Linked DNA regions of Sus scrofa: all the other regions are linked to region 2. Evidence: chromatin contacts called from public Hi-C, HiChIP or PLAC-seq and promoter capture Hi-C data. All regions are on one chromosome and are shown on one strand. The core of a region is the stretch at or near the end of the contact, and the rest is flanking DNA. Distances in the headings are between cores, read along the strand shown. Region 1 holds the start of ZFP36 (zinc finger protein 36, C3H type, homolog (mouse)). Region 2 holds the start of PAK4 (serine/threonine-protein kinase PAK 4). Region 3 holds the start of HNRNPL (heterogeneous nuclear ribonucleoprotein L). Region 4 holds the start of RPS16 (ribosomal protein S16).

Region 1 (4,834 bases), core at 212-2,711, 190 kb after region 2:
TGCCTAGCAGAATCTCCCCACCTCAATACAAACCCGCGGTCTGCAGGGGCAGCCTGCAAGAATGAACTTTCCACCATGATAACTGCGTGGCAATGATTTCTTTCTACCCCTCTTATTTTCACTCAGGGCAGCCAGCTCACCAAGACCCCCTTTAAAAATTAGTTTTTTCTCCTTATCTTGAGCTTCATGCAGGGCAACCCCTTGACAGTAAAAAATTTGCCAATAGGGGGAGTGATTTGTGCAAATTTAGCGTTCTCTCAAGGCACGTCCCTTTTTCTTGAGACCCATCCGACTATTAGCTGATGATGACCCACTTTTTCCACCTCCAGACGGCTTTCCACCAAGAAAACCCTCCACCATAACAAGAGATCTCCAACCTTTTCCTATCTTGAGCTTCTCGGAGTGCAAACTCGTAACATAATTCAAGGCCCTGTTATTAAGCTGTTGTCATTTACTAATTGGAGAATAACTTGGCCTCTCTGTGCCTGGGTTTCCTTGTGTAGAAAATGGGCATAATACCTCCTTGAGTTAATGTACGTAAAGCACTTTCATGCCTAACCCAGAGGTAGCGGTTAGAATTGCCATTATATATTTGAGGGTGAGAGGTCACAGAAGCCCTGGAACTGGGGAAAGAGGCCCCTTTCCAGCCAGGTGTCGGGGCAGCGCTCCTCCTACCCTCGTGAGTGGGGCGGTACAGGTCTTGGGACCTGGATAATTTGGGAGCGAGACCATGTCAGGCTGGCAGGTCTCAAAAGAATTCTCCATCGGGCCTATTGGTCTCTTCATCTTGCTCCTGAGAATTTCTGTTTGTGGATGTTTATTTCTCCCCCCCTCCCTTCTCCCTTTTTCTCTGTTTCTTTATGTGCCCCCCCCCCACTTCTTGCTCTGAATTTGCCGTCTGGGACCGTCTATATCTCGTCTTTTCTATCTCTGCCTCCCCACCTTCCTTCTCTCTACCCCCTCTCCCTCTCTGTACCCGTCTCCCCTCTGTGTGCGTCTCTGTGTGTGTGTGTCTGTCTGTCTCCCAGTGTTTGTCTTTTTGCCTCCCTCCATTTCTGTCTTTTGCACTCAGTGGGCCTCTCCCCGCCCCCGTCCGTTGGCCTCTGCCCCGGTCAATTCCCCCAGGGGCCCTGCCCCGCCCCCACCTCTGTCCCAGTTCCCTTCTCCGCGCCTCAGGCTCCAGCTTTGAAAACTGGGCCGACACCCCTCACCCCACACACTCCCCGCGGGGTCGCGATCGCCCGCGGACCCGGATCAGGCAAGTCCCGGCCCGCAGCCGGGCGGAAGGGGACTGGTCCTGGGCCGGGCGGGCTGTGCTGGGGCGGTGCGTCCGGGAAGCGCCCCTCCTGGCCCCGCCCGCCCAGGCCCGCCCCTCTCGAGGCCACGCCCCCTCCTGCTGAATAAATGCAGCCACTGTGCGGGCCCCGCTGTAGCCTGACTTCAGCGCTCCCACTCTTGGCCGGCCCCTCAGCCTTCGGCCCTCTGCGCCGCCATGGATCTCACCGCCATCTACGAGGTGAGCCCCCGCTGATTTGCACCCCGGAGTCCCCATGCCTGACTCCTTTCTCAAGTCTCACCCTCTAGCGCCGCAAACTCCCTCCCGGGACTCTGGCTCCCTTCTCAAACTAAGCTCTTTAGCGCTTCGCACTCCGGCCGGGAGGATCCTGCCTCTTCTCAGACCAGTGTGATCCTCTGGAGGTGAAAATGGAGCCCGTGACTTTGTGGTCTCAGCCCAAACACGGGTGGGCTGGCCTTCGGAAGTGGAAAGCTGGAGGGCTTTTCTCAGGCTGGGGCTGTCTGGAGGCGGAAATGGCCCCACACCTGGCTTACCCCTAGTAGTTGCTGAGGGCGCGGTTTTGCGCGGAGGCGTTTCTGGGGCTAGAGTCTCGGAGAGGGGAAGCCGACTTCTGCTTCCCCACTCCCTAACCCAGAGGACGACTCTGGGAACTCTAAAACCCAAGAGGTCCGCACTCCTGGGTTAACTTTGTTCGCGTCTCCAACTTGTGAAACTGGAGAACCCGATGAGTGTAGTCAGATCCCGAGAGGCCCAGAGGCTTAAAATTGGAAGACAGCGGTGTGTGTCCTGACTTGATCCTGCCGGGCAGCCGGGATTCCTGGGCCCCTCGGGATGAGCTTAAGTCGCGAATATAAACTCAGAACCTCCGAATCGAGATTCTTGCGATCCGGAACCCGTATTTTTTTCCTGCGGGCGGGTGGAGTTCTAGCCAGGAACCCACAAACCGGACTGGCAAGCTTTTAGGTGCTCTGCAGCTGGGGGCGGGGCGTCACCCTGTATTTTCGGTGTCTTAACCCATCCCTGTTCCCACAGAGCCTCCTGTCGCTGAGCCCTGACCTGCCATCCTCCGACCACGGAGAGACTGAGTCCAGCCCGGGCTGGGCCACCGCGGGACTGTGGAGCCTCAACTCATCCGATTCCAGCCCGGCTGGGGTCGCTGCCCGCCTACCTGGTCGCTCCACCAGCTTGGTGGAAGGTCGCAGCTGCGGCTGGGTGCCCCCACCCCCAGGCTTTGCACCCTTGGCTCCCCGCCCAGGCCCTGAACTGTCGCCCTCACCCACCTCGCCAACTTCGACCCCCACCACCTCCTCCCGCTACAAGACTGAGTTATGTCGGACTTTCTCAGAGAGCGGGCGCTGCCGCTATGGGGCCAAGTGCCAGTTTGCCCATGGCCTGGGCGAGCTGCGCCAGGCCAGCCGCCACCCCAAGTACAAGACGGAACTCTGCCACAAGTTCTACCTCCAGGGCCGCTGCCCCTACGGCTCTCGCTGCCACTTCATCCACAACCCCAGCGAAGACCTGGCTGCCCCCGGTCACCCGCATGTGCTGCGCCAGAGTATCAGCTTCTCAGGCCTGCCCTCCGGTCGCCGAACCTCGCCACCACCACCCGGCCTAGCAGGCCCTTCCCTGTCCTCATGCTCCTTCTCGCCCTCCAGCTCCCCACCACCACCACCTGGGGACCTTCCACTTTCACCTTCTGCCTTCTCTGCTGCCCCTGGGACCCCTGTGGCCCGAAGGGACCCCACCCCGGCCTGTTGCCCGTCCTGCCGAAGGGCCACTCCCAGCAGCATCTGGGGGCCCTTGGGTGGCCTGCCTCGGAGCCCCTCTGCACACTCCCTGGGATCTGATCCTGACGAATATGCCAGCAGTGGCAGCAGCCTGGGGGGATCCGATTCACCTGTCTTCGATGCCGGGGTTTTGGGGCCACCCCAGCCAACTGCAGTTCCCCGAAGACTCCCCATCTTCAATCGTATTTCTGTTTCTGAGTGACAAGTGCCTGCCCAGTACAGATGAGCTGGATCTTAAGGGGGCCATTTCTCTTGTGCTGTGGGCACCACAAGGGGTCCCAGGGCTGTGGAGAACTGAGGGACTTAATCAAGTAGCTCCCCTCACTTTCCAGAGTGCATTAACTCACTCCCCTGACCGCATGCTGGGGCAGGTCCCCAGTGTGTGAGCTCAGGTGGTCATGGTATTAGGGGGGAGGAGTGTTTGGGGTCTTAAAAAAAGATGTAGCAAATCTGAGGGAGGCAGTGAACCCTCTTCCTCCCACCTCTCCCCTGCCCAATGCTGTGAATAATAAGCCCCCCTCTGCCCCCTTCCACTTTTCCCTAGACACGGAGGTGCCAGTGTTTGATGGTTACTGGAGCCTCCCCTGAGGGGGTATCCTGGTGCTCAAATTTCCCTCCAAAAGCAAGTAGCCAAAGCCAGCGTCAACCCCCTGCTCTCCCGCCCTCGCCTTTGGGCCCTTTATTTATGACGACTTTATTTATTCTAATAGATTTTATAGTATTTATATATATTGGGTCGTCTGCTTCCCTGTATTTTTCTTCCTCTTTTTTGTAATATTGGAAACAATGGAATAATTATTGTTATAAGTAAGTATACTATAATAATATATTAAGTAATAATATATTGTTAAAAGTTTATTTTTGTGTTTTTTGGAATTTTTAAATAAAAGAAATCTGTAAGTTGGAATCCTGGCTCTTCTGCGGTCTAGAGGCGGTCAGAGAGGGGAGGAGGGTGTGGACCTTTTTAGAAGCGGGGTAGAGTCCGCCCTTAGCTCCTCCAAACCTTCCTGGAGCTGAGCCGCCTGCGGCGCTTACCTGGCAGGAAGTGACGTCACTTGCCCCGGCCGTTCACCTGAGAGGGCGGGGCCAGGTGAGGTCACCCGGGAGAAACCGGGAGAGCCAGTTCCCGGGCGTTGGTGGGGGTGGGGGGGCGCCGGCGCTCCTGTCCCGCCGGGCTCTTTGACCCAGCTCTCGGCCAGACGCGGGCGGGGACGGGATGTTTCCGTCCCTACGGGCCCGAGGGAGGAGGGCAGGGCGGAGTGGGGAGGACGGAATGTGCCGGGGCGCGAGCCCAGGGCGGGCGCGGCGGGTGGGGGAGGGGTGGCCCCGGAAGCTGGGGCGTCCTGGGGTCTCACCGCCCGGCCTTCCAGGACGCGGGAGTGTCGGGGGGACAGCTTGAAAGTTTCAGGATTCTAGGATCTCAACGTTTTGGAATCAGCGTTGGTCTCTTGGCGACTTCTAGACCCTTGGGGTCCCAGAACGTTCAGAACTGGCTTTCCGCGCCCCTAGGACCTCGGAATTCCGGAATCTTGGCCGGTCGGGGTTCGGGCAGTTCGGGATTGCGGGACCTCGACGATTCTGAGCCGCGGAAGCTCGCGGCCTCACGTTCCAGGCGGGGTGGGGGTCGCGGTAGCGAGGCCAGGGTTTGTGGGTCGCGGCCGCGTCAGGGCGGGGCCCCGGGGGAGAGCGGCGTCCTCGGACCATACAAGGCAAAGGGCGGCGGGAACCACCCTGGGGCGGAGGAGCCCAG
Region 2 (5,167 bases), core at 1,428-3,927:
GGTGCACCTGGCCATTCTCCCTCACCTGAATAAAGTGCTGTCATCTCAGTTACTAGATTTGCTTTTTTGAAAACAGAGACTTGGTAAGACATAAAGACTTCAAAAGAACAGAAAAGCAAGAATGTTTAATGCTGGAGCGAGGATACATTAAAGGGCATATTCCCTCCACGCAGGCAGGAGTCTGATCCGAATCCCTGCAGCGCAATTTGGCAATGTGTGTCCCAGGCCATGGGGAGGCAGCAGAGGGCAGTTAGCGAGCGCCATGCCTGGGCGTCAAAGCGGGGGATGAGTCCAGTGTGTGATTTTAAGCAAATGAAGTTACTTCTGTAAGCCTCAGTTTCCTCCTCTGCAAAGCAGGAATAACCACAGCCCCTGCTGTTTAACTTACCCGGCTTAGCACCATGCATCGGTGCATAGAAATGTTTGAAGCCTGGGAATCGTTACTATTATTAAAGCTTAAAGACGTACATTTCCTTTGACCCAGCTGTACCATTTGTGATAATCTGTTCAAAGGAAATAATTAGAGATGTGCACAAATATTTAGCCACTTGGATAGGGGTGTATGTGACTCATTTATAACAGCAAAATATTTATCAGCGTTTGGATGTGCAGCAAGAAAGAATGGTTCAAACACATTGCTGTTCACTGGTAGAATGGCATCTTATGCAGCCATTAAAATGAATGTTCTTGGAGAATATTTAACGATACGGAAAGATACTGGTGATATTTATAATCTTGTGTTTAAAAGATACAAAATTCCTTATAAATGTGTGTTTCCAATACCAGTTTTTTAAAAAAAACTTAGATAAAGTTCCTGATGTGGCTCAACAAGATCTGGTGGCATTTCTGGAGCCTGGGACACAGGTTGGATCCCAGGTCCAGCACAGTGGGTTAAGAGTCTGGCATTGCCGCAGCTATGGCCTAGGCAACTGAGGCTGGGATCTGATCCCCAGCTCAGAGACTACTTATGCCTTGGATATGCCAAAACAGGGAGAAAAAAACCAAAACCAAACAAACAAAAAACAGTAGATAAAGGTATAGGTTTAAAAAAAAAAACTCATTGGAGTTCCCACTATGGCACAAAGGGATCATGGGCATCTTGGGAGCACTTAGACACAGGTTTGATCCCCGGCATCGTGGGTTAAGGAGCCGATGTTGCTGTGACTCAGATTTGATCCCTGGCCCTGGAACTCCAGAACTCCATATGCCACTGGGTGGCCAAAACAAACAAACAAACAAAAAAACAAAAAAACCTCATTACACAGTCACTCATTCATTGCTGCTACAGATGTTAATTAAATGCCCACCATGCGCTAGACACTGTGCTAGGGCAGGGAAGATGCACTAAACATTTAAGAGTATCTCTGAAAAAGTGGCTTTACACCTCATCCAACCATCCATTCAACAAATGGGCAGCCCACAGTGAACAAAACAGACAAAAATCCATGCTCTCATGGAGCTGACATTCCAGCAGGAGAAAAACAATAACTATGATTAGCTAATCATCTAGCCTGTTAGAACGTGATAAGAGGAACAAAAAATAAGAAAAAGCAGAGAAGGTAAGTGGTTTAGTAGCATGTGAGAGGGACTTTGGCTGCTTTAGTCAGGGTGGGCAGGAACAGTCCCACTGATAAGGTGACATTTGAGTAAAACCCTGAAGAAGAGAAGGGACGGAGCCATGAAGGTACCAGGGGGGAGAGTCTATGCCCAACAAAAGGAATAGTCAATGCAATGACCTTGAGGTAGATGAGTACTTGATTTTTTTTTAGCAAAGTGGCTGGAGACCAGTGAGTGAAATCCAGGAAAAAAATGTTTAGTTTACGGGGGTTTCCCATCCTCCTCCCCCTCCTTTTTTTTTTTTTTTTTTTTAAACAAATCAATTACTTCTTTTTTTTTTTTTTTTTTCGTCTTTTTGCCATTTCTAGGGCCCCTCCGCGGCATATGGAGGTTCCCAGGCTAGGAGTCGAATCGAAGCTGTAGATGCCGCCCTACTAGAGTCACAGCAACGTGGGATCCGAACAGCAACTGTAACCTACAGCACAGCTCACAGCAAGGCCAGATACTTAACCCACTGAGCAAGGCCAGAGATCGAACCCGCAACCTCAGGGTTCCTAATCGGATTCGTTAACCACTGAGCCACGACGGGAACTCCAACAAATCAAATAAATACTTTTGAAAAAACTTATTAAAAAGATTAAGATCAATCAGTGTCCTGGTTCCAGGTCAAGTTCCCGGACTCAGACAGACAAAGGTCGTCCAAACTCACTATTTATTGACTATGATCCCAACTGAGCTAGTTCGCCCCGCTGAACCTCAGTTTTTAATCTGTAAAACGGATATTAATAACAGGGTTGTGACGAGTATTCAGCAAGATAATGCAAGTAAAGCACTTGACGGGGTGTCTGGCACATAGTAAAAGTTCAAAAGCTGTTTCTGGCCATAATCACCCATGCCTGCCTTCTACCCCCCATGACTGCTTTTGAGAGAAGGTGGGAAGGACTGTTGCAGGCGCCTAACCATTTTCCCCTTTAAGAATCTCAGCCGGCTGGAGCCAGCCTCCCCGCACCCTTTCCAAATTTTCCAATCCCGGCTTGGCATTTTCCTCCCTAAGGTTTCCGATTGGACGATCTTCACCAATCAGAGGCTGGAGCGGACCCTGCCGGGCACCCAGCTCCGCCCCTGAGCCGGCCCTGCCCCGGGCCGGTCAGCCCCGTTGCTATGGGGACTGGTGGGCGGCGAGGGGGGAAAGCCCCGGATGTTCGTTGGGGATTCAACATGGCGGCAGCAGTGGCCGTGGTGGCGGCGGCGCAAGAGAGCTGAGGGCGGCGTGAGCGCGCCAAGTTCCGGGCCGAGCAGCTAGGCCGCGAGCGACTGCGGTGCCGAGCCGGTAGGATAAGCGATCTGGCCAGGCGACGTGGGGGGGGTCCGGCGATGGCGGTGGGAGAGCGTTTACGGGAATAGGGGGCGGGGCCGCTGGGGTCAAAGTTGACTCGCGAAGGAAAGGGTCGCGTCGTGGGTGGGTCGCGGGTCTACGTTGAACAGGGGGGAGGTGTAGAGTAGGTCAGAGGTCGTGGTAGCAAAGGGGGCGTGGCGAAGGGGTGCAAAATTGGAAATTTGAAGTAGGAGCGTGTTGGAGGGGCAGGGGGGCGAATGTCTAAAAAAATGGGGGTCAATTTGAAGGGAGGATGTGCCTGCGAGGGTCTGAGAGTTGGAGGTTTAGGGCAGCAGCTAGTGGAGCAAATGAATGAGATTTAGGTTGGGGGACATCTGTATGGGATCAAAAGTGGGGCCTGACCAAAGGGGGCAAAGATCAGAACCTGGTGGCCCGACAGGTGATGTTCTCAGGGGTCAGAAGTTAAAACCCAGGTGGGACGTGTTGCTGAAGAGGAGGGGTAGGACATTCAAGAACAAGGTCAAGGGTGCTTCCTGCGGGGGCGGGGGGGGGCGGGGGAGGGGAAGAGGAGAAAGCCCTCCTCCCACAGATGATGAAAATAAGAGCAAACACTCCTAGAGCACTTACTGTGTGTCAGGCTCTGTTCTAAATGCTTTACATTACCTTTGATCGTGAACACAACCTTATGGGCTTGGTGCCATTATTAAGAGGTTAAGTGATTTGCCCAGGGTCTTCTCATGAGTAAGTGGTGCAGCTCAGATTTGAACTCGGGGTTCAGAGTTGTAGGCTCCGCAGGCTCTCAGATTCTCATGATGTTGGTTGATGCTTAATGAGAGTTAACATTGTACTCAGCGCCCTGTGTGCCCGGACTTATACCATAATCTTGTGAAGTGGGTACCAGATGGACCCACTTTACAGACAGACAAAGTGAGGCTCAAAGAGTTTCTACTGAGTGACAGAAGCAGATTCCAAGCTGAATCTTGAATGACCCCAGAGCTCCTGGCCCTAGTCACCACATCGTAGCTTGCTGAAGGTCTGTTCCTGGAAGCAGGGGGCTGGGCTGGGCAGGGCTGTCTCTTTGGCCTCCATGGAGGGGTGTGATCTGGGAGGAGAGGCTCCCCTGGGCCTGTGGGATGGGGTGTTTGTGGGTGGCCCAGAGTCCGAGGGAGTCTGACAGGCTTCTGGCGGGGGTCCTGGGGCGGTACCCTGGACAGAGTCGGGTGTTCTCTGTATTTAAAACCCCAGGCTCTCATCATGGTCTTCAGGCACGCCCATCCCACTTCCTACTGCTCTCCCCATCCCTCCCCAAGGTCCAAGCACACCGGCCTGTTTGCTCTTCAGCTCCATGGGCTCATGCCTCCCTCCAGGTCTTTGACTTTCCAGTTGCCTCTAATCTGGAACCTGCGCCTGACCAGCCTGCCCCCAGACACTCCTTATCTCGCTATTGTTCTCTATCTCGATGCTGGGCCCCTCGAGGGCAGGAATTTCTCCAGGTTGTCCTTTCCCTGAGTTTCCACCTGAAGCACTGCCTCGTCTGCAGAGTCTGCAGAGGATGCTGGTCGGTGGGGATTGAATGTTGGGCACGGGGCTGGGTGCTGTGTGCTGAGTCTGCAGCAGTGGACAAAATACACAGAGCCCCTGGCCCCTGAGGGCCCTCAGTGTCCCTCGGTGGGAGCAGACTGGACCCAGACCCCTAGCCTGTGATACATGGCTCCATCTCTACCAGTGGTGATGCCACCTGCGAGGACATGTTCCGGGGACCCGGAGAATGTCCAACCGGGGCCAAGAACTCTGTCCCTGGGCAAGCTCTGAAGGACGAGTAGGGGGATGGGAAAGCGTTGGCCAGGCAGGAGGAAAGGTGTGAGTGGAGGCCAGGGATGCAGAGTTGGGGGCTTGTGGGCAGCGTGTGGCCTGTGTGAGACCCCTAGGCTGCCCAGCCTGGTGGGGGCATTGGGCAGGGGCCGATGAGTAGCTGCCCCGTGTGTGGCACTCTGGGGTGGTACTAGGGAGTAATTCGAGAGGATGCTGGAGCAAGGGTGCCTGGCTCACACCCAGCTCCATCACTTACAGGCTGTGTGACTGTAGGCTGGGCCTGTTTCCTTCTCTGCAAAATGGGAATAATGATAGTGGCTACCCTGTAGAACTGCTGTGAGGGTGCAGAGCATAAACGCTAGGCCTAGGGCCTGGAACAAAATAGGAACTGGGTAAGCACTAATTTCTTTTTTCTTTTTATGGCTGTACCTGCGGCATATGGAAGTTCCCAGGCTAGAGGTC
Region 3 (5,126 bases), core at 1,546-4,045, 210 kb before region 2:
AACTACAAGGCACAGAAGGAGAAAAGGAAGGAGAAAAAAAACCCTGCAGAACTTGCTGTTAACTGATTCAAAGACTAACCCCAGGAGCAGAGGAGCCTAAGACCTAGCTACAAGAAGCTAGACCGAAATGACCACACATTCACATCCAACCAGATACCCAGCGACACACAGGACACCAAGGAGTTGACTACCCAACCCCTGGCGTATGAGCTGAGTACCTAATGGGTCCAAACTCCTGCAAGGCCTCCACAAGGTCAGCTTCCACCACGCCGTCAATCAGGCCCCTGATGTGGACAACTGGGGAGGCAGGGGTTTTGTGTGGATCATCGTAGTTCTCCTGAGAAAAGAAGCAAAAATAAGACTTCACTTTCTGCTGTACAAAATGGCGGCCTATGAGCTTCTGTGCTGTTGGGGTCCCAGTCAAAGCATTTGAGCCAAGGAGGACACACAGGGCAGACAAGGGGACCAATTACCCCAAAAGGATTCTGGGCCAGCAGAGCACATGGCCTGAGTGTATGGCCACTTGCCTCATGGTTCTCACTGTAGCTTCTGAGGATGGCAAAATGGAGGACTAAGCAAGTTCCATTTTATATTCCTCCCAAAACCTGTCTGTTCCTGCTGGTCAAGGAAATGTGGGAAAAGAATGGCTTGGAAAGAGAACATCACGGACAAAAAAACTCAATTTGCTGCTCCAGTCTGAACCAGGACATCCACTCCAGCTTCTGTGTCCTTCCAACCTAGCCAAGCATTGCTATCCCTCACCACTTATCCCCAGGTCCAGCAGCTCCAGAAGCTAACAGGCCAGTCTTGGCTGCTTCTGGCCGTTAATTATTCTCCCACCAACATCTGTGTTGGAAAATTCTACTTAGGCCCAACTTAGGTAAAGGAAAAGTTTTTCAGGAAAACAAAACTCCAACCTGTATCACTAAAAACCAAGACAGTTCCCTTCCCAAGGGAAGGAAGAATCTTTCCACCCACAGCCTCTGGGAAATCAAAAGGAAAGTAACTTTCTCTACCTCTGCCCAGCTCTGGGCCCAGCCTGCCGCTTGAACTACCAGGCAGAAGCCCATGGAACGGAACAGAATCGGATTCTATTTCAGGAATGAACCACACAAACCACAGGAGGCACACCCGCTCGATGGCTACCAGCTCAGATGGCTACCAGCTCAGCGATTTGGAGTTCCAGGGCCCCTAATCCCAACCCCTCCCTGCAACAGCTACGGGACCTGGACGGATTTACTTCACCTCAACAGTAATACCACGCCCTATCTCCTACAGGAGTGTCAAGAATTCAATTGAGATAACTTTAAAGCGCACGGAACAAGACCTGGAACAGTTTAAATGCTAGTAAATCACAGCTACAGCGTGCTATTAAAACCTGGAAAACCCGGCAAACGGCTGACCGTGACCAGGAGAGGACTTCATGAACTTCCAGGGAGGAGGAACCGGGTTCCAGGCCAGCAGTAACAACTGGTAGCCTCTTCCGCCTAGGGGATTGAAGAGGCTCCAATCCCTTCCAAAATGCCCACCCTCAGAGAACATTTTGATTCGAGAAACTGACTGCATCCAGTTAACCCCTAGAAATTGTAAGCAAACTTGTGATAACTCCAAAGCTTGGCTTAAACTTCTAAACGCCCAAGACCTTTCACAAGCCCTTCTTCCGGTTTTCGATGCCCACAAAAACGAGGAACATATCCTGGTCTAAAAAAACATCCTTAAATAAATGAGTTTCTGTACAGGGACAAACCATGACGCTACAAAAACTAAAAACGATCAGGCAGAATTCCCCACTCAAGCAGAGAAAAATGCCACCGCCCACGCGCTCCCCGCGGTGCCCCCCCCCAACAACCGCCCACGAGGCCGGGGCAGGAGCAGTGCGCCTGCGCAGGGGGCCAGACAGGAAAACGATAGAGAAAAACGGCCAGGCCGCGTGCCTGGCCCCCACAAGCTAGCCCGCGGCGCCTGCGCAATGCGCCAGCCGCAGCGCGAGCAGTTTCCTCCACCCCCCACCTCGGGATACCGCGCACGCGCAAGCGCCTGTCCTCGCGCAAACCCCGCCGTTTGCCCAACGTCTGCCCCTCCCCCACCCCACCCCGTCCTTCAGGGCGAGGGCCTGGGCGCGTGCGCACAGACTCAGCCACCTAAAATTAATACTCTCTAGATTGGCAATCTTCCCTCCCTTCCCCGGCCGTCTCCGGCGCCTAGGGCCCTGGCCTCACCCGCCGCCGCCGCCCGCCGCCCCGGCTCCACCGCCGCCGCCGCCTCCATGCTGGTCGCCGGCGTTGTCAGTCTTGAGCCGCTTAGGGGCCCGGCCGCCCTCACTGCCGCCGCCGTAGTAGCGGCCACCGCCGCCTCCGCCGCCCGCCGCCGCCATCTTCACCATCGCTCCGGACCGCCGCCGCTGCTCGTCCGGCTGCTGCCTCTGCTCCAACCGCCGACGCCGCTTCTCCGCCCGGGGCAGCAGCCTCCGCGACATGGCGGCGCAGAACCCGCCTCCCCCCGCCTCTCATTGGGGGAGGGACACGCCCGTCACTCGCCGCCCCCACCCGATAGGGGAGCCACTGGTCCCGCCGCGGCGGGAGGGGAAGCCTCCGTCCGCCTTGCGTGCCTATAGGATAAAGGCCACGCCGTTCTGCAAGAGCGCCCGCCCTCGTTTGTCTGGGACACTCCTTATAGGCGAGCGCTTTCTGCAAGTTATTTTGCCGACCCCACCGCCTTAAAATAAACTCCAATTTGATAGGTCGGATTTCTGGCACAGCCTGGCCTCCTTTGGAGTACCTGATAGGAGCGGCGCTCCCCAAGCTCCTGAAAAGCCCCGCCTCCTTCCCGCTCTTACTGGTTTTCTCCCTCGTCCATCAAACGGAGAGCCCTTAGTCATCCAGTCGCAGCGACTCCCTTCCCCAGCCTCTCTACAAGGAGAGAAGGAGGCCCCTCCCTTTTGCTTTTCACTACTGGCTGCTGTAGATGTCCGTCGTCTGGGTCTCCACCCGATTAGTCATTTGAGAGTGGAATCCTCTCACCAGATTGTAGGACCACTGGTGGGCCCTGATTGGGTGGAAAGGGGAGCCCATCCCAGGCCCGTAGGCGCTCTTTGGCGCAGTCAAGGAAAGGATGGGAGGCGAGGACGCATGCGCGAACTGCTTTCTGGCGCCTCCGAAGGCGGGGCAGCCCTCCAAAGGAGCGAAGGCCTGAAGTACCTTGAGTAGTTTTTGATTTGCTGTGAGCAGCACTGGAGACCTACACCAAGTTACAGGGAAACGGCCAGTGTAGCTCTGTCCCCGTCACTATATCCTATTCCTCTCTATCTCTAACTTTCACAGTGCCAGAGGAATTGTTTTTAAAAGTCCCTGTCTGACCTTTTTCTCAGTATAAAACCATTTGCTGCTGCCAACCGTCTAACCCTGTCCGGTTTGCCGGCATTCTTTCACCACTCCACCTCTAAATTCAGCCACAATAACTCAGTTTGCAGAAAGAAAAGGATTTTTCGCGCACCTCTCGATCTTTGGCCAAGCACGCCTTTCCAAACGACACTTTCTCCACTACCCCAGAACTAAGGAATAAATTTCTCTAGCCCGTGCTCAGTTCACTCTGAAAGTGTCCCTAGTCCCTACCAGCCCAGACCGCAGGGCTTCCCCCATGATAATCCCTGATCACTCAGCCCAATGATTTTCACACGACAGCCTTTACAGGGTTATCACAGTTTGGTTCTGGGTGGGTTGGTTCTGTGTGGGCAAGGGAAGGGTGGTCCCCGCCTCTGCCTTAGACTGGCCTATCTACCAAACGCAAGGTGTATGTAGCACCCAGCAAAGTGCTAGCATTAGCACTCTGCAAAGGGAGTAGTTCTAAGCGTCCAGTGGGCCTCATTTTCTTAGGGCCGGGCCAACCCTCAGAGGACACCCTCTCTCAGTCTCTAGAGTCCAACAACGCCCAATAGTTGGAACCAGGGGCGGGGCGGGGCGGGAGCTGACCTAGGATGCCACCCTGTGGGCTCTAAGGTTATGGGGCTGCCTGTTGGTGGGAAGGAAGAAGCAGTCAAGAAGAGAGGAGACAGTAGTGGGAAATGCGGGGGCGGCCCCCCTAAAGATGCTCCGGAACCTTTCCATCCGGGTGAAAGGGAGTTCCCGAAATGGAGGTCCCGGTGGAAACTAAGTTAGAAATGGGATCAGTGGCACTAAGATATTGGGACCAGGCCTGGTAGGTCCGCGGGTTTGGAAAGAGAAAAAAGTTGAGGATTGGGCTGTGGGGATCTAAAACAGCTCCCAATCACCCCGGGAAGACCCGAAAGGGCGGAGAATAGAAATGGGGGACCGCTGGGCGCCAACACGTGATCTGTGCTGCGGTGCAAAGGCGGGGCGGGTCCCACTGAAAGGCGGGGTCCCAAGGTCCCGACGTCAGAGGAATGCGGTGGGGGGAGGGGAGAGAGGGGCCCCTCCCCTCCCCGCCCCCGCGCCCTGCCCGGACGCCCCTCGCGCCGGCGCGCGGCGACGGGACGCGACGGAACCGTCTCTCTCACGGCACCTTCCAGGCAGCTCGCCCGCCCCTGCGCGCCGGTGGCGGGCGACCCGGTGGCCGTGTTATCTGCACCCCCGCGCTGCCGGCCCCTGCCCCTCCCCCACCCCATGCGCTCGGGCCACGGGCGGCGCCTCCCCTACGATCCCCCCGCACCGCTGCCCGACCCCTCGCCCCGAGTCCCTACCAGTTCGGCGGCGAGCCTGGCCGGCCGTCCGAGATCGAAAAGAGCAGACACTGGGAAGTTTTGGGGGAGGGAGGGGCGGGCCTTAAAGGGACCACGACCTCTTTCCAGCCAGGAAAAAAAGAAAGGGGGGGCGGTAGAGGTGGGGAGACCGAGAGGTGCTCCGCGTTGAATGGAGGAAGCAGCGTAAAAAAGGAACGGGAAGACTCTCGCGTCCCTTTTCTCCAAACACCCCCAAGCCCTCACCCCCCCCCCGCCCCTATCCCTCACAGAAAGTCGCACAGTTGCTTGAGAATCACGCCTTAATCCTTCTGGTCAGCCACGTGTTGTGCTGGTTAAGGTAGATGCTGAGGTGCACATTGTGCGGGTGGGGAAATGGGCTCGGAGAACGCAAGCGACTAACCCAGGATCCCACAGCTTGTAAGTGGCATAG
Region 4 (4,816 bases), core at 204-2,703, 220 kb after region 2:
CCCACCTGAGCTCTCTGCCCTCTCTTGGGTCTCACAGACTTCCAGAAAAATCGCAACTAGGAATTCCCATTACGGTGCAGTGGAAATGAATCCAACTAGCATCCACGAGGACTGGGGTTCAATACGTGACCTCGCTCAGTGAGTGTGGGTGGCAGCTCTATCTCTGATTCAACCCCTAGCTTGGCAACTTCCAAATGCAGTCCTAAAAAAGCAATTAAAAAAAAAAAAAATAAGCTATCACCCGATTTCGCATTGGGTCCAGTCTGTCTCCCCACTGGATTGGGAACTCTTCAAGGGCAGGCCCTGAAGCCATCTGGGTACTCAACGGGCTGCAAACACAAAGCCTTCAACTAAGCTAACATTGCGAATGAACCACGATGCTCAATATCTGATAAAGTGATCTCTGAGCTACCTTGAGTTTTAACTATTCCTGCGATGTTACTGGGGTTCTTTTTTTTTTTTTTTTTTTTTAAATTCTCATACACACCAACAAGCTTACTCAGAGAATCCAATTTACCGTCACAATGTTTCACAAGGTTGAAACTGTCCCCATTTCAGACAATAAACTCAAGGCAGAGAAGGAAAGTTCCTGTTTTGCCCAAAGAGGTAGAAATCAAACTCATGAGAGTTCTTTCCATTTTGAGCCAAAGAAACAGGCCTCAACAGGGAAGAGAGATACTCCTCTCCAAGCACAACAAAGCTTATTCTGGAAACGCTTGAGAAACTGCAACATTCAAACTCTAATCACCATGTTTGAAGAACAAAATATTGATTTCTGTCCTCAGTGTATACTCTAGAAATGAACACACTCACTCCCCCATTAACTTAAAAGAAAACAAAAAAAAAGAAAAGAAAACAGGCCACATCGGTAACTCCTATGCCATCCGGTTCCCAACAGACCGAGCTAACAAATAACCCAAGAAGCACCTGCTTAATCTTCAAAATCCACGTCTTCACTCTCAATTCCAGCTTCTGTAACATCTCTGGAACCTCAATACCTAGCTCCATCGCCAAATACCCCTTTTTCTGTACCCTATTTAGCTTCTTCCCCATTGTTGACTGCAGACCCCTCAACTTCCGAGATCGACGGACTCCAGGAACCGACCTATTCCAACATCTCCGTCTCCAGAGCCCTCCGCCCAACCCAGACGCCTGTCCTCGACCCCAGCACCTTGTATTGCAGCGTGCGCGGCTCGATCATCTCCAGGGGTCGCCCGTTCACTTTGATGAGGCCGTTACCTCGTTTGCAGTGCGCCACGGCCGTGGCTGTCTTCTGCGGAAACCAAGACAGCGAAGCCACGTGAGATCTGGGCCCCAGCTCCCCTGTCGACCTCAGAACCCTGCCCACAGGTCTCTCTCCTTCCCTCACCCCTACCATCGAGCGACCAGCCTACCTTGCGTCCGAAGACCTGCACCGACTGTAGAGGACCCTTGGAAGGCATGGCTGCAGATTAGACAAGAGCTCCTCACCGCGCGGCGCTGCAACCGGAAAAGGAAAGCGCGGGGCCACCCTGGCCTCTTTTCAGGGTCTGCGCAGGCGCATTGTGCGCAGCGTCGCGACAGGAGGGAGCTTTACGGCTCGTGGGCGGGATTTTGGATTAGCCGCGGAAAGCGGGTCTAAGGAGCGGAGAGGGCGGGACCTAGAGGGGAAAGGGCGGGGCCTGAAGGGTTTCGAGTGCAGACAGAGAAGCTGAAGAGCACCGTCCTTCACATCCTTGGTCCTCATTGGTCACCGCCGGTCCTCGTTTGCATTTTAGCTGTTTGATAGTCTCCCTCCACCCGTATTCCTAGTTGAGTCTCAGTTTACTCTGAAGAGGTTTGTCTTACCTTTTTATCACCGGCAGTCTTCTTCCCTTTAGACTTCCCACCTAGATCCTTTTCTATTAGAATCTTTACTTCGGAACTCACAGCAAAAAATCTTGGCAGGATTCAGAATCCCCCTGCCTCCTAACACCCACCTCCTTTGCGAGTCCTCCCCAAGAATCCTTTTCCATCTCCCCTAGAATCTAGCTTTCTCCAGAATTTCCTTCTTTTTAGACTCTCCTCCCAAAATTCTCTGAGAGGCCCACTCCCAAATCCCCCTCCTAGAGCCCTCACCCTAGACTCCCTCTTTTCTTTTGGTGGCGCCCAGGCCATGTTGAATTTCCCAGGCCAGGGCTCAAACCCGCGCCATAGCAGCCATTCAAGCTGCTGCAGTGACAACCCCAGATCCTTAAGCCACAAGAGAACTCCGACTCCCTCTTTCTCGACTCTCCCTCCACTCAGGGCTCTCTCCTGCACATAATTCTCCCCAGAATCTTCCTCTCTTCAGGACCCATGACCCATTCAATCCCCTTGCTTCAGAAGCTCTCCTACCCAATCCACTTCTCCCATTATTGCCCCCTTAGAATGCCCTTTCACAAAGTCTTCATCCCTTTCAGAGCCCCCTTCCTCAGAATCTACCTTTCCCAATAATTTTTTTCCCTTCAGAGCCTTCTCTGCCCAGGAATTGTCTCCCCTGAAATTCCCCCCCCCCACACACACTACAATCCCCCACTCCTTGGAGACCCTCCCTCTAAAATCCTCCTCTTCACGGTCCCTATCCTGGAATCCCTCTTCCTACAGAGTCACGCCAAATCGCCCTCCTTTATCCTCAGCTCCCCCCAACCCCATCTGAGGAACTGGGTAGCCCCCTGACCTCCCCACCAATCAGGATGCTCCCTTCTCAGCCAAGAGCTTCCTCTCAGGGCTGCAGGCATCTCAGGGTTGCCTCAGTTTCTCTGGCAACCCTGAATCTGGGGTCAAAGGTTCAAAGGGGTGTGGTGATTTACCTGTGCCTGGAGGGCAGAGATAGGATGGAGATTGGTGGGTGGGGCCAGAGGGAGGATCCAGCTCAGAGTCCAGCTCCTAAAGGGTGAGAGAGGGAGAGGGGTGGGCGAGGGGTGGGGGAGGGAGGAAGCGTGGACCCAGGGGCTGACCTGGAGGGACACATGGACAGATACACAGCACAAAAGAGAAACAGGCACATATGGAGGAGAAGGCAAAGACAGGGCCAACGAAGAAGAGAAACACAGTCAGTCAGAGATGGAGCCAGAAAACAACAAGTGGCGAGATCTGGAGGCAGAAAGGCCAACCCTCAGAGAAAGAAGACAGATAACAGAGCTCGCTTGTGAAGGAACTGGTTAAGGAACTGGCGTTGTCACTGCCGCGGCCTGGGTTGCTGCTGTGGCTGGGATTCCATCCCTGGCCCCAGGAACTTCCACATGCCTAGGGCATGACCAAAAAAACGAAAACCAAAACCAGACGGGTACAGGCAGGCATGAAGATTCCTAGACACTTGAGACAGGAAAAGGAGAGCAGAGACTCCCGAATATGCACCTGCAGATACAGATAAGGCCTAAAGAAGACAGGCCATAGAATGCACAAGCTCTCACGCAGTCTGTACTGCCTTTGGGGCATGTTTGGGGGGCAGGGGAAGCTTCCAAACTCTCCAGGCTGATCCTTAAAGCCTTGCTAAGTCTAGTGTCTTGAGTGGGAAAAAAGGGGGCTGGTCTGGGGGTCCTTTAACCTTGGCCCTCCCTACTCTAGAATCACCGTCTCCCCCGGCTTCTTGAAGTACATTTCCCGAGTATCTGTGGAGTGAGCTAGAGGGAGGGGACAGGGGGAAGTTCCCCTCAGCCACTCCAGCCTTCCAACCTGCTCCCTCTCTCTGTACCTCTTGTTTCCAGGACCCTTGGCCAGAACCAGAGAGAGTCTGGGGGTGGGCAGGGTGCCCATGTGGCATCTCTGGACCATCCTCCTGCTGGTGCCACCCTTGGGGGGCCTAGGACCACCCCTCTGCCCCCGGGAGCCCTTCTACTTCCTCATTGCCATCATGAAGATGCTGGTGAGGAGGGAGGGAAGAGCCAGCAGCCAGGGGCAGGGTTGCTGGGGGAGGGGGGTGGGGGGCATCTTTGAGGAAGAGTCAGGCTCTCTCCCTCCAAGATCTGATTTTATTCTTTAACCCCACAATTGTAGGGCAACAAAAATGATGGCACCCTCTACACCCCAGATGATCTTTCGGTGAGTATTTCATTATCTCCTTACTGAAGCTGCCTGTTTTTTTTGTTTTGTTTTGTTTGTAATGGCCGAATCCACGGCATATGCAGGTTCCCAAGCTCGGGGTCATATCAGCGCCATAGCCACAGACTTATGCCACAGCCACAGCAACGCGAGACCTGAGCCGCGTCTGCAGCCTACACCACAGCTCACGACAATGCTGGATCCTTAACCCACTGAGTGAGGCCAGGGATCGAACTGGAATCCTCATGGATACTAGTCAGATTCTTAACCCACCGAGCCACAGCAGGAACTCTTTACTGAGGCTGGAAGCTTAGGGAGAACCCACTAGGCTCAGAACATGCATTTGTTAAGGCCAGGAGGCAGGTGGGCTGGTGAGAAGGAGGATTACAGCTATGCTCACATAGTGCTCCTCTGTGCCGGGTGCTGCTCTAAATGCTTTAAGCAGGAATTCTCTCTTGGCGCAGCAGCTTAAGGATCCATCGTTGTCACTGCAACGGCTCAGGTCGCTGCTGTGGTGCAGGTTCAACCCCTGACCCACAGAACTTCCACATGCTGAGGGGCCAGCCCCCCACACTAAATAAGTAAATACATGCATGCTTTAAGTGTATTAGCTTATTTACTCTTTATACTTGACCCTATGAGTAAACAGGGCCATCACGTAAGGAGGTAAAGGTTGTACACTGCACAAGAATCTCACATCCTCAAGGGCAGTATTCTCATCCTGGACATATTTGTCAGTTTCCGGCAGATGGCAGTAAAGTATCTGGTTCTAGGA

What was found. Promoter capture Hi-C pulls out the DNA fragments that hold promoters and counts their contacts. Hi-C and Micro-C count contacts between places; a contact is called where the count stands out from the background. HiChIP or PLAC-seq counts read pairs in DNA pulled down with a chosen protein or histone mark.
Region 1: a Hi-C map of embryonic fibroblasts shows a contact between it and region 2, with 5 times the contacts expected there. The contact joins the promoter of ZFP36 here to the promoter of PAK4 in region 2. A contact is called at or near these places in 2 of 5 promoter capture datasets (fetal skeletal muscle and liver), 14 of 47 Hi-C or Micro-C datasets (embryonic fibroblasts, epiblast stem cells, fetal heart ventricle and 8 more) and 2 of 2 datasets of contacts at active chromatin or transcription factors (alveolar macrophages and skeletal muscle).
Region 3: a promoter capture Hi-C map of fetal liver shows a contact between it and region 2, with 2.2 times the contacts expected there. The contact joins the promoter of HNRNPL here to the promoter of PAK4 in region 2. A contact is called at or near these places in 1 of 5 promoter capture datasets (fetal liver) and 1 of 47 Hi-C or Micro-C datasets (liver).
Region 4: a contact with region 2 is called in an H3K27ac HiChIP or PLAC-seq map of alveolar macrophages. The contact joins the promoter of RPS16 here to the promoter of PAK4 in region 2. A contact is called at or near these places in 4 of 47 Hi-C or Micro-C datasets (mesenteric adipose tissue, retroperitoneal adipose tissue, skeletal muscle and 1 more) and 1 of 2 datasets of contacts at active chromatin or transcription factors (alveolar macrophages).

Annotation. Positions count from the first base shown.
Region 1 is chr6:48,062,271-48,067,104 of Sscrofa11.1, forward strand. It overlaps ZFP36 (zinc finger protein 36, C3H type, homolog (mouse)), which reads left to right and starts at 1,462. Exons shown (of 2, transcript NM_001168419.1): 1 at 1,462-1,516; 2 at 2,330-3,965. The coding sequence starts at 1,493. The coding sequence ends at 3,286.
Region 2 is chr6:47,866,927-47,872,093 of Sscrofa11.1, forward strand. PAK4 (serine/threonine-protein kinase PAK 4) reads left to right here and starts at 2,678. Exons shown (of 10, transcript XM_005664597.3): 1 at 2,678-2,887.
Region 3 is chr6:47,653,061-47,658,186 of Sscrofa11.1, forward strand. HNRNPL (heterogeneous nuclear ribonucleoprotein L) reads right to left here and starts at 2,796. Exons shown (of 15, transcript XM_021094349.1): 1 at 2,220-2,796; 2 at 219-338. The coding sequence starts at 2,476.
Region 4 is chr6:48,086,915-48,091,730 of Sscrofa11.1, forward strand. It overlaps RPS16 (ribosomal protein S16), which reads right to left and starts at 1,454. Exons shown (of 5, transcript NM_001137620.1): 1 at 1,395-1,454; 2 at 1,172-1,273. The coding sequence starts at 1,442. It overlaps IL-15L, which reads left to right and starts at 3,532. Exons shown (of 3, transcript XM_021094372.1): 1 at 3,532-3,865; 2 at 3,997-4,041. The coding sequence starts at 3,755.